Regions from separate parts of the Sus scrofa genome. Here all the other regions are linked to region 1. The links are chromatin contacts, called in public HiChIP or PLAC-seq maps. All regions are on one chromosome and are shown on one strand. Each heading gives the region's core, a stretch centred on a gene start, on an enhancer-like site or on the middle of the called end of the contact. The rest is flanking DNA. Distances are from core to core; before and after follow the strand shown.

Region 1 (4,248 bases), core at 1,258-3,757:
TACTACAAAAGCCAACATTTAAATTGACAAAGCATATAAAATATAAACTATAGATCATACCAACACGATAGCGTTGAAACAGTTGTTTCCCTTAGAATTCACCATATATCTATGCCTAAAAGGTTAACCAGCTAAATGTAAGCTTAAGCAGCAATTAAATGTAACATCAAGGATGAAACTGTCTCCTTTTCCTATTCTACCAAAAAACGAAAAATGTAGCTGGTGAAAAGGAAGATTAAGTTCAAAAGTAAAGTTTTACTTTTCTTCTCCTAAAGTGAGAACTCCGAGACAGAACCGCTGCTTTTGTTTCATCTGCCCCCCCAACCCGCCCGCCCCCAGTAAAACGTTTCCACGTATGGGTTAGTCCTTCCTTCGGCCCCAATAGAAGTATTCAGTAGGAAACCAAGCTGTAACTCGCATTAACCAACAAGAGAAAAACCTAGTCATTCTCAGTACTTTCCTAATGATGAAAGGATCCCACCACTCTTCACCCTATACTCTGTTCCCTGTCCAAACAAGACGTAGCACCTGCCTAACTAGGCACTTAAAAAAAAAATGGTCCAACTTTTCCAACGCAGTCTGGGGAGGGGACGCAGACGATTTCTTGAAGAGTGCAAGAAAGGAACAGAAAAGGTCCTCTCAGGATGGGATGCATGAGTTTGGGTGCCGTCTCCTCTGCCTGTTGGAGGATTCGAAAGCCGCTTGCTTTAGAGACCCTGCGAAGCAGCAGACTCTGATCGCGGCCGGCCTCAGGCCTGGGCGAAGCAGGCAGTGTTTACACCTGTCACGAGGGAGGGGGAGGGAGAAGGAGGAAGCCGGAGCAAAGCCCCAAACTTCTCCACAAGCTCCCGGGAGGGAGCGGCCGGCGCAGAGCTCAGGGCAGGTGGAAGTGGAGGGGCAGGGCGAGCCGCCGGCAGCCGGGGACGTGGGAAGGGCTCTCACTTTCCTGGCCGATGCCCGGGATGGCGAGAAGGGGGCCGTGCGCTTCCGCGCCGCCGCCGGCGTCCCCGCACCCGCCGCGGAAAAGGACAGAGCCCGAGCCCGGAGCCCGCAGGCCCGCAGAGCCGGCACCGTCCCCGCAGCCCCCGGCTCCGCGACAGGCAGGTGCCCCCGGGCCGGGCGAGGGTCCAGCCGGCGGGCTGGGCCGGCTTCCCCATCCTCTTTCCCCCGCGCGATGGGGGAGCGGAGCGGTGGCGCTTACCTGGCTCGTCCGGGGCGGCTGCGATGGGCATGGCTCAGGGGCCCGGGGAGGAACTAGCTCCCCGGGGAAGGACCGGCTATTCCGACGCGGAGCTGGTGAAAGCGGAAGGCAGGCTGCTCACAGCCCTGTCATCGAAGCAGCGCCATGGACGCCCACCCGGAGTTTCAGCGCTGCCGCGAGACCCCCATCCCATTACCCTCCGCCCTCTTCCGCCGCCGCCGCCGCCTCCACCTCCTCCTCCGCGGAGACCCCCCGCCCACTCCACACACTCTCCCATCATGCAGCGGGGGAACCGCTGCCGCCGACACGTCACTTCCGGGCGCAGGTGGCTAGGTCGGGGCCGGGCGCTGGTGGGTACTGGGGGGTTGGGGGGAGAACACTTGGGGGGAATCAGTGTCACAGAACGCTTACCCCTGCGCAGGCGCCGTCGAGCAGAGCGCCGGCCGCCATTTTGGGTGCGGGCAAGCTGCCCTTTTCCTTGACTTCCTTGTGAGTCATCGAGGTGGGTGGGGGGAAAGACGCCCTCCTGCACTCCGCCGCTCCTAAGGCTGCGCTCCCGGCGAGGGACAGGTGCTCCTTAGCCGGCTAAAAGTCAACGTTCAGCTCAGGACCGAGTTAAGTCTCTTGCTCTGCAAGGAAAATTGCGAGGGTTTTAAAATACGGAACTTTATTTTCTTCACCAAAATCTGCTGGAGAGCACTTATCAGCTTGCCCTTTTCGCCCCGAAAAACGACTTTTTCGTTCAGAGTTCCTTCCTCTTTTTAATTTAAGCTGACAGAAAAGGAAGCTGATGTATAACAAAGAAGAGGTAAATCAAAATGAGAAGCAAGAGGAAAAGCAGCCGCCGAACTGACAAATCGTCTTTGAGACCAACAAAAACAAATAAAATTGGAGGATTTTGCTAACGGATAGAGACGGTGGTCGTTTTTCATAGATGCTGCGAGAGACTATTCGATGAAACTATAAAGAAATCAATCAACTCCCGCATTTCTTTAACAGAGGTCGTAACATTTTTCCATCATCAGTCTTGATCATTTGCATTTTTTATAACCTTTCCCTTTCATCTATAACGAATTTCTGTTAGAATTCCGGCCACTGTAAAAACAAGACTGCAAGGCTGCACAGATTATTGTTACCATCGGGAATGATGAGGCCGAGGTCCTATCCCGCAATCATGAGCCCTTCCGAAGTGCTTATTCTGCTCACTTTTGCCAAACCTACACCAGCAATTTGAATAATTTAAAACAATTCCAATACAGCAAAGCTCAGCAGTTACGCAAAGAAAACAAGGATAGAAAACACCCTCTCAGCCACAGAGAAGCGTCCACCTTCTTTGAGTGGAGGAATTATACAAATCAGGGGAAGATAGGGACAAAAGCAGTTCATCACAGTTTATCCCGCCTCTGCAATGTTCTAGACAAATTAACTTGGAGCACTGAAATAGACCTGCTTTTGTCTCTATACAACTCAATCGCTGTAAGATATACGCAGACTGCAGCACTTAAAATTAGAATACCAATTGCTTTGTGGCGGTGCTGGATTTTTTGTTATTGCTCAGTCACTAAAGCAAGAAAAATATCTATATGGCTTGTCAAATTTATTCTTATTGTATTTCGCCCCCTGCTGGCTTGGCTCATTGCAAGCTTAAAAATATAAACCTTAAATATTGTATTTATAAATATAAGCTTATAAATATATCGCTATAAATGTTTATTTTGACCAGGAAGGAAAGAAACAAAAGTGTGTGTGTGTGTGTGTGTGTGTGTGTGTACACTGGAAGTAAATTGATTTTAGAGGAACACATGCTTGTCCTAATTTGATAGCTCTACTAAACAGACATATCAGAATAAGAACATATGACAAAATCCTAAGGCAGACCCTACATCGAGAATATGTTAAAACTGAAATAATAAATTTAAACATAAAAACATTAAAAAAAACTGTGCTTTCAGAATAATATTCCCCTAATTTTATGCATAACATGATTAAAAAGTGTTTTTTTTTTTTCAGGTAACTGCAGAAGCCTATTTTATTCACTTAAGGACAACAATTCAGAAATTTATGAAGTTGAGTCATTAAGTCACTCTTTGGTCAGCAACCACCCAACTTGTAATTTGTAATCTTACACATAATTCTGAAGACAGCATTCCAATGCTTATGAAATGGTACTACAAAAAGAAAGCATCTCTGAAAGTTTTTAAGATGATGAATCTGGGGGAAAATACTTATTAAAATTCATTGCATTTGGATCCAGTGGTAGTATTGTTTTTCTTTACTTTTAAAAAATACGACCTTAACTACATTACTTAAGATTTTGTATCAAGAAAAGAAAAATTAAATCTTAGTTTTTTCTCCTGTGCAGACTTTTTACAAAGTTGTAATCATAATGTAAGCCAATTTTGTATCCTTTTTTCACTTAATATTATGTTGTAAGCATTTCATCCTGATTACTTAACATTTCATAAAACTTTGATTTTCATTGCATACATAATATTCAATGGAGCAGACATACTGTGATTTATCCATTATCCTATATGTGGGTATTTTCCACAATTACAAATAATACTGTGCTGATGTACATTTTGTGTTGTGGCTTTGTCTAATTTTATGAGTTTTTTCTGTATATAAAAATGATTTTTTTTGGTTGTGCCCATGGCAGGCGAAGTTCCTGACCCAGGGATCGAATCCACACTACAGCAGTGATCAGAGCCACAGCAGTTACAGCCTTAGCCTGCTTAACCCGCTGAGCCACCAGGGAACTCTCAGTCAATATAAAAATGATTGAGCCAAAAGGCTGTAAATGTTTTATTGGCACTTTATCTCATTTTCCAAAATCTTATACCAATTTATACCACCACCAGAAATACAGAATATCCCAATTTAACTGCCTTCTCACCAGCAGTGGATAATAATTAAAAGAAAAAAGATTGAGTTATACCTTGTGGACTAAAAGTTGAAAGAAACTTACCTCACACTGTATAAGAAATCAACAAAAAAAAGCACAAAACTCCACCTATGTGATGTTCTGGAAAAGCAATACATAGACC
Region 2 (3,858 bases), core at 358-2,857, 320 kb after region 1:
TGGTACAAGATTCTTCATGATCTGTCTCCTTTACCTTTCACTGTCTCCTCTTGCCACTCCCTTCAATTCCACCCTACAACCAGCAATGCTGAACTCTTTGCTGAACCAAATTCTAATGCCTCTAGCACTTTGCTCTTGCTGCCTTCCACCTCACCCCCAGCCCCCCCACCCTCTGCTCTCACTCACTTCTCTTTTCTTCCTCCACCAAAGCACACAAACACACTAACTCCTAGTCATCCTCAAGTTTAAGCGTTCTTTGAAGCATTTTCTGAAACTGCCTGAGCCTGGGGTAACTGTGTGTTGAAGCACCTGGTGTACTTTCCTATTAAGGTATTATCACACTGAGTCTATTTATTTACCTGGCTCCTCTTTTGCACAGTAAGCACTTAAACAGTGTTTCTTTTACATTCCTGTATCTCTCTTTCTGAGAACTAATAAAGTACCTGAGGCGTAGTATATTCAAGAATGTTTTCTAAATGAATAATTATGTGGTCTGCAAACATAAGGATCCTTGATCTTGAAACTCTCTATCTGAAAACCTCAACTTTTCCTGTTTCTGATTTCTAAACATTGATCTTTTTTCTTCCAGAGTATGGGGTTCTAGGTGGGCAGAGAAGAAAAACAAAAGAGCTTGGACAGGCTGTCTTAAGTCCTCTAGAGATCCAATAACATGTTTGCCTTTCACCACCCTCTTCGGCCACTATTTACACCTGGGTGCCCTGTATGGGTGTAGCCCTAGCTGACCAGCCCAACAGCATACTCAGACAGTGGTTCAGACTTCTCTTATTGCTAATTGAAAGTTGCCAATGTATATACAGTAAACAATTTTCAACTTTTCACTTATCTTTTGAACTTATACTTTATGAAATTCTTATTTCTTAAAAATTCTAGGCCTTAAAATTTAAACGTTTGATTACTTTGCACCGATCAAGTAAGATATAGCGATCTTGATCCTGAGCTCTACCTTTGCTGGCCTTAAAGAAGCCAGTTAGATGTGACTTGAGCGAAGAAATTAACTATGGGAATCTGACAATGGATTTGTTCCTAGCAGTTTTATAACTTAATTGTAAAGTTATTGGAAGCAACTACGTTTCTACAAGTCTTAGGTTAAAAAAATAAACGGAAAAAACCCTTGAATTTAAGGCAGGGAGGGCTCCCTTGAGGGAAGGGAAATGGTTGTGATTCGGCATTTATGGCATAAAATTAAGCAGCAGGGAAGACCAAAATATGAAGAAGTCAGATTTCACTGAGCACTTGTGAGTGGTGAGGTTAGGAAATTGGGGGTGGAGCGAAGTAAGAAGGACCAGCTAAAAGTAGGATCCTTAACAGCACCATAACACAAGGAGGGCCTTGTTCAGCCAGCAGCCGCGCTGAACACGTTCCCTTCCTCAGTATGTCTGTGACCATAGTAACAGTGGGGCCGACCCTCTCCCTCCCGAGCATGCGCAGTGCGGAGCGAGCAGGGACTCGTCCTCAACAATGTACCCCTTTTTCTTCAGTCAGAGAACTACAACTCCCAAGAGACCGCTCGGCGCCGCGGCACCGCCTCCCTCTATGGCCCTGCCCCGTCCCCTCCCTCCGGCCCCGCCTTCCAGCTAGTCCCCTCCCCTCCCTCTGAGTGTGTGTCAGTGACCCAGAGGCGGAGTGAGGCGGAGGGACCGTCGGGGGGCGCCGCCGCTGCCGCCTCCAGCAGCAGCACTAGCCGAGCCGCGCGTTCGGGTTTGCCTCGAGCCCTCCGGGAGCGCATCACAAAGCGGGCCCCGCGGCTCTCCCTCCGCCCGCGGCTCGTCAGCGCTCAGCTCCGCGGCCAACTTCCCCTCGCCGGGCTCGGCCGGCTGGCGCGGAAGGCGGCGGCGGAACGCCGGGCTGTCTGCTCGCGCTCCCCGCGCACGCACACTTCACCCCCTCGCCCCGGGTCTCGGGGCCGTGCTGGGATTCCGGCCACCAGCAATTGTCCGGTGAGTGTGGCCGCGGCACGCCGCGGGAGGGGTCGACACGGAGCGGGCGAGGGGTGCGGGCCAGGCGGGCGCGCAACTTCCTCGGCGGCTTCCCGGGGCGGACGGCCGGGTTTAGGCGGCCAGCTTTCCCCGCCCGCCTGCGCGCCCCCGCGCCGAAGCGGAGTTTGCGGCGCCCTCATCCCGCGCCTTCGCAGGAGGAAGCGCCTTTGTCAGGAGCCGGCCCGACGCGCCCTCCCCCTCCGCCCAGGAACGGGCGCGCGGCGGCCAAGTCCGAGCCCCGCGCCCCGCGCCGGGCCACCAGCTGAGGGAGGGGAGCTTCGCGGGGGCGGGGAACGAGGTAGAATTGAAAGAGAAACAAAGGGGGGCGGAGGGCTTTTCTTTTGTTTGTACGAATCTGATAACTTCTTTTTCCTTCTTTACATAACACAGACTTCCAAGTTAGTCATTTTGTTTATTGTCATGATTATTGTCATCATCACTGCTTGTCCCTCGCGTTTCCTTTCATCTGTGGATCTCAGAGCACTTAAAAACACCAATTAGTTACACCTCCGGGGCCCCTACGAAACAAAGTTAATGCCCCGGTTTCCGTAAGTGGGTAAACTGAGGTCCGGAAGAGCTCGCTAATTGATGGATACCCTTGATCTTCCACCACGCCTGGTGTCTGAGGACCTGAAAGCATTTATGAGTAAGAACTGGTTCTTCAGTGCCCTATGGAAAAGTTGAAGATACTCATTTTACTTACAGGTTAACCGAAGTCTAAAAGAAGTCTGGGTAATTGTTAGGTAGTTGAAACAATAACTCTTCTTACACGATGTTTTGAATCTTAAAACCTCAAAGGACTCTTGAAAAATGCTACGAATGGGGAGAAAGAATACTGTACACCATAAACTCATCTCACCCATCTGCTTTTATTTTTGTACCTGCGGGTAGGCAAGACAGCAATCATGGGGGTGGGAGGGCAGAGATTTTTTTTAATGTAGGTTTAACAGATTTAGTCACAACACACAAGGAACTGTGTCTTGGTTTTAATAGCACCAACAGCCTTCCCATCGTTTAGTCATCAAATTGAGTGAGCACCTTATCCATAAGGTACTGGTTGTACAAAGAACCAGAAGCTTTAAGTGTAAGAAAAGGTCATCTATTTGTTTTGGTTCAAAGGCTGTGTACTTCTCTTATTCTACAAAATGCTATTTTGTTTGCATAGCAGCTGATCTTTTGTTTCACAACTGGCTTTGTCTTTTTCTACTTGAATATGTATTTCTTTTGTAATTGAGGAGAACCGTAAGAGGTTTTTTGTTTGCTGTTTTTTTGTTTGTTTGTTTTGCTTTTTTTTTTTAGTTTGCCTAGTAGTGTGAATGTAAATTTTTGAGTTGTGGAGAAGGTTCAGTTTCTTAAGCTCTTCTGTTTCCGTTTATGACCTTTTCTTTATAACCAACAAAATGTTTTTTCAGGGTGATCAGATTTACAGCTCTCAAAACATTGTCTTTCTTGTACAAATAAAGCATATGCATTTTTATGTTTTTTATTCACACTAACATCCTCTTCTAGAAGAAAATACTTAATGCTGAGAACAAGTTTGTTTATTTTGATAATTGATCCAGACTGGAAGGTACCAAAATTTTAAATCAAGCATCATCACTACTAGTTAGTTATTTCCTGAGGTGACTAATTGTCAGAATTGGAGTAACAGTACTTTCTCTTATCCTAAATTCTCCTGAATTTAATTTCGTATTTTATAGTTGCCCCCAGATTTTAGACTCTGGTGGTTCCATCAGTAAAGGGAAAGATGTTTATTTTGATAACCTGTCCTCTAACCTGACCTCTTTCTATAGTATGTTGAAAGTCCTCTTTCTATAGTATGTTGAAAGAAATCTTAAGTTTAAAACAAGCAGTTGAAAAA
Region 3 (4,153 bases), core at 241-2,740, 430 kb after region 1:
TATGGCTATTCCCTAACCCAAGTGCCAACTAGAGCAACTTGGAATCTTTTTTAGAACAAGATGGGTTATAAATGCAAATATTTTTAGAAGGCCAAACCACCAGGTTTAATACAGTTTTCAAACTATTGTTGACTTCCTGATGTGGTTTCAAAATATAGGAACCTGCTAAATCCATTACTTAGTATATATAACCTATGAACTGATTTTAGACTTAAAGTGAAATTATTTTCCTCTCTGCCCTTTGACAAAATTTGGTGAGTCTTTCTTTGATATATTCATAATATAAGGTCATTTGGCTTTATGAGATCAGAGATTGAGGAGGATTTATCATTTTACAGTTAAATATAGTTCACATTGGAGGTTGATAGTCTTACTCTCCTTATTATAAAACTGTAAAGAATTGAATTTAGAAAAACATAATATAAGAATTTCCTCTCACCTATTTTTTGCTGCTTGCTTCTCTTTTGTTCTTCCTTTCCCCTCAACTTTAGCTCTTTAGTGGGTAAAATACCGTTTCACAAAGTGTTATGTTTGCAGTTTCCAGAATGACTTCTTACTAGTGAAATTTGCATCAACTTTTTTTCTCCCCAACTGTTATTTTCACTTTTGATTTGTTTAAACAGTCTTATAAATGCCTGAAATATTGATATTTTTAAGCAAAGATATGGTTTCAAAATTGAAAGAAACCTTCCTAAATTAAGACATAAGCACTCAAACGGCCCTTTCCTCTCTTTTAAAAAATATTCTAACATACTCCCTTTCTTGTGGATTTCATTTCACTGGATTAAGATTACTAGCCCTCTGAAACCGGGCTGAATTGGATTACTGTCAAGAATTACAGGGAGGTGGTATTAAAAATACACACTTCAAGTATCTCAAATAGCAGGAATGACTGATTTCAGCGCCAGAGAAGTGTGATAGGTGCCTGGGAGGAGGCCCTGGAACTAGGGGAAACTTTGGAGAAAGACTGGGTGGGGGAAGGCTTCCATAGAGAGACTATGCACTGTTTCCGGAGTCCATGGATTGTTGGGGAAGGGGTGACCTTAAACCTTTCAAAGGACATGTAATTGGGAAACTCAAAGTGAACAGCCTTTCACTTTGAAAGTGTGAAAGGAAAGGTGGAATGTTATGGAAGTATCTACTTTAATATGTGCTGGGGACTTTGAGATGTTTGGAGTCGGTTGGTCTGGGGCGTGGGCGAGGGCCACGCAGAGGGGTCGCGAACCCGTCCGGGGGAGCGGCCGGCGGCACCCGGCTGCTCCAGAGAGCACCTCGGGGTGGGGGAAGGGAAGGGTCGTGGGGAAAAGTCGAGTTCATCGTGAGTTTCTGTCTTTGCGTGGAGGCCTCTTAGAGGAGGCGCCGAGCAGTCGCGCGGGGCATTCCCTGCTCCGGGGGAACGCCAGCGGCGCCCGCGCCCAGCCCGGCCCTCTCCCAAGGCTGCGAACACTCCCCCCCGGCCTGGGCCGCGGCCCGCCCGCCCCGGCGGAGCCGCGCGGTGGATTGTGGGCTGGGGGCTGCGGCGCCCTCGCGGCGGCCTCTGGAGCAGTCTCCCCGGACCTGGCCGGGCCGCGGCAGGCCGGCGGGGTGAGGGGAGGCAGTGGAGCAGGGAGCAGAAGCTCTAGTGGTAGTGGTCGCAGCGCGGCGGCGGAGGCGGCGGTAGCGGCTCCTCTGGAGGCCGGGGATGTGGGAGAGGCGGTGGCAGCAGCGGCGGAGGCGGCGCTGCGGACCCGGGGGAAACTGCTGGCTGACAGGACACCCGGGAGAGACGTGAGGGAGCCGCCGCTGCCGCCTCTTAACCCTCGAGCGGAGCTGGGCTCGAGAGGGCGACCCTTTGCTCCCCCGGCTGACGAGCCAGCCGGCGCGGGGCGGGGGCGGGAAGCCGGGCTCGGGCCCAGCGGGGCTCCGGGCGGCGGCGGCCGCGGAGCAGCAGCCTCGGCGCGACGTGGAGGGTTGGAGGCGGCGGCAATGCACTAGGCCTCGCTCTGGGGCGGCTGCCCGGGACCCGCAGGTAGGTGTCTGACCGGCCCCACCGCCCCCCAGCATTTCGCGCGTCCCCTCCCGCCTCCCCCCAACCTCCGGTGAGAGAGGACCGAGACCCCACCCCCTCTGTCTCCTCCCCGGCCCAAGCCGGCGGAGTTTCTCGGCCACAACTGACGGGCGCCGAAGCTTCCATTCCTGCTGGCCGCCTTCTCCTCCTTTTCCTTCTCGCTCTCGCTGTGGGATCGGCCGGCAGCTGTGTTCCTCACCTCCAGCCCGCGGCCGCGACGCCGCTCTTTTCCCTTCTCAACCCCTCTCGGGGATCCGGGCTGTGGAACTTCCACCACCCCCTTTAGATGCTCCCCCCAAACTTTCCCTTTCTTTTCCCAGCTGGGCCCTTAGCCCTCTTTTGATCCAAAGGGGTAATTTAAATTGAAGGAAAAAAATCATTTGTCTTCTTGGCCAAGGCCAGCCAGAGAATAACTCGGTATATTTCACTTTGGCACTGTAGCTCACAATCATTTGTTCAATAATTAATTTTTTTCAGTTATGCTTCTTTCCATCTCTGCGTTGATACAAAGGCAGGCCTCCCCTGCCGTCCTGCCATTGACAAGGGAACTTTTGCCTGCCCATATAATTAACCACTTGGTCTGTCCTTGTGCTGAATTCGGGATGCTCTTTATAAAATTTTGGCTGACCCGGGTTTTTTCGTTTTGTTTGTGGGTTTGTTTGTGTGGGTTTTTTGTTTGTTTGTTTGTTTGTTTTTTTGAATTCCCCTTTAACTGGTTTTATTTTGGTCTTTATTGAGGCTCTCCTTACTTTCATAGAATTAACTTGGCATGTTTTTGTGTTTTGTTTTTAATCGCTTCTATTTCTGATTTGTCAAACCCCAGGGTAGTCTTAATAGTAAATGCTTGCAAGGCAAGTGATGTCATGATAGTATATTGGGAAATGTGTTATTGTGGTAACTTAAACTGTAAATTTGAATGGACATCCAGGATGACTTTTATATCTGATGGATGGTTCTAGTTGGAAAAGTGTCTTGAGAGCCTTAATGACTTCTAAGCAGTTATGATAGAACAGATGGAATGATGGGATTTGTTTGTTTGACTGTGTTTGTATAGCAGTCAAAGTCTGATTTCCTAGAAGTGGGTATTAGTATTACCTGATGGTTCATAGTGGTCATCACTGCTTAGGATAGATTTTGGTAAAGTGATCAATATGTGCAGATTTTGGGCGATTGATAGTTATGGTTTGGGGGAATAGATGTTTGTGATTTTATTGTGATTTGGCTATTTTTGAATTATGCTCTCTGTTAATTTCAGAATTATTGCACCATCAGGACAGATATTACAAGAAGATCACTTTCAAAAGAAATAAAAATTGTTTTTATGGTTTTCTTTATGATGCATTATACATTACAACAAAACTGTAAAGACTGTTCATGTGTTGTTGATGATATATTTTGTTCTTGGAGAGGTATTGTTACTCTAACCTTTTGCTTTCTGAAGTGGTTTTCATTGCTTCCAAATTAAAGTTTACTGGGAAAGATGGAAAAACTTGCAAATGTTTGTTTCCTGGCAGTTAATTTCTGGATAGGTATTAAGTTTTTATGTTAGAATCAAAATCAAATCTAACATAACTCATGAAATGGCAAACTTTGCAGAATTTGTTCTTAGTCACATTCCTTTCCTATCAATAAAAGTTGATCAAAATTCCTTTTTCCCGTTTTTAGCCTTTTTTTTTTTTTTTTTTTTTTTGGGCTGCACCCATGGCATAGGGAGGTTCCCAGGCTGGGGGGTGAATCAGAGCTGTAGCTGCCAGCCTGTGCCACAGCCACACAGAGCAACACAGGATCCGAGCCCGAGCCTCGTCTGTGACCTAACCACAGCTGGATCCCCAATCCGCTGAGTGAGGCCAGGGATTGAACCCGCATCCTCATGGATAGTTGGATTTGTTTCCACGGCGCCACAACAGGAACTTGCTTTTAGCTTTTTAAAGACCTTTATTGAATAAAGTGCACTCATTTAAAGTGTTAAATTCATCAGTTTAAAAAAAATTAACATCACCATAATTTAATATTAGAACATTTTCAATCTGCCCATCTGCAATTACTCCCCATTCTCCTCACCCCAACCCCTAAATGTAGGTAACCACTAATCTACTTTCCATCACA

Evidence for each region. HiChIP or PLAC-seq counts read pairs in DNA pulled down with a chosen protein or histone mark.
Region 2: an H3K27ac HiChIP or PLAC-seq map of alveolar macrophages shows a contact between it and region 1. The contact joins the promoter of PELI1 here to the promoter of AFTPH in region 1. A contact is called at or near these places in 2 of 2 datasets of contacts at active chromatin or transcription factors (alveolar macrophages and skeletal muscle).
Region 3: a contact with region 1 is called in an H3K27ac HiChIP or PLAC-seq map of alveolar macrophages. The contact joins the promoter of VPS54 here to the promoter of AFTPH in region 1. A contact is called at or near these places in 1 of 5 promoter capture datasets (liver) and 1 of 2 datasets of contacts at active chromatin or transcription factors (alveolar macrophages).

The regions. Positions count from the first base shown.
Region 1 is chr3:77,420,347-77,424,594 of Sscrofa11.1, forward strand. It overlaps AFTPH (aftiphilin), which reads right to left and starts at 2,508. Exons shown (of 10, transcript XM_021087452.1): 1 at 1,613-2,508.
Region 2 is chr3:77,738,853-77,742,710 of Sscrofa11.1, forward strand. PELI1 (E3 ubiquitin-protein ligase pellino homolog 1) reads left to right here and starts at 1,608. Exons shown (of 7, transcript XM_021087454.1): 1 at 1,608-1,958.
Region 3 is chr3:77,854,603-77,858,755 of Sscrofa11.1, forward strand. It overlaps VPS54 (vacuolar protein sorting-associated protein 54), which reads left to right and starts at 1,491. Exons shown (of 23, transcript XR_002342640.1): 1 at 1,491-2,008.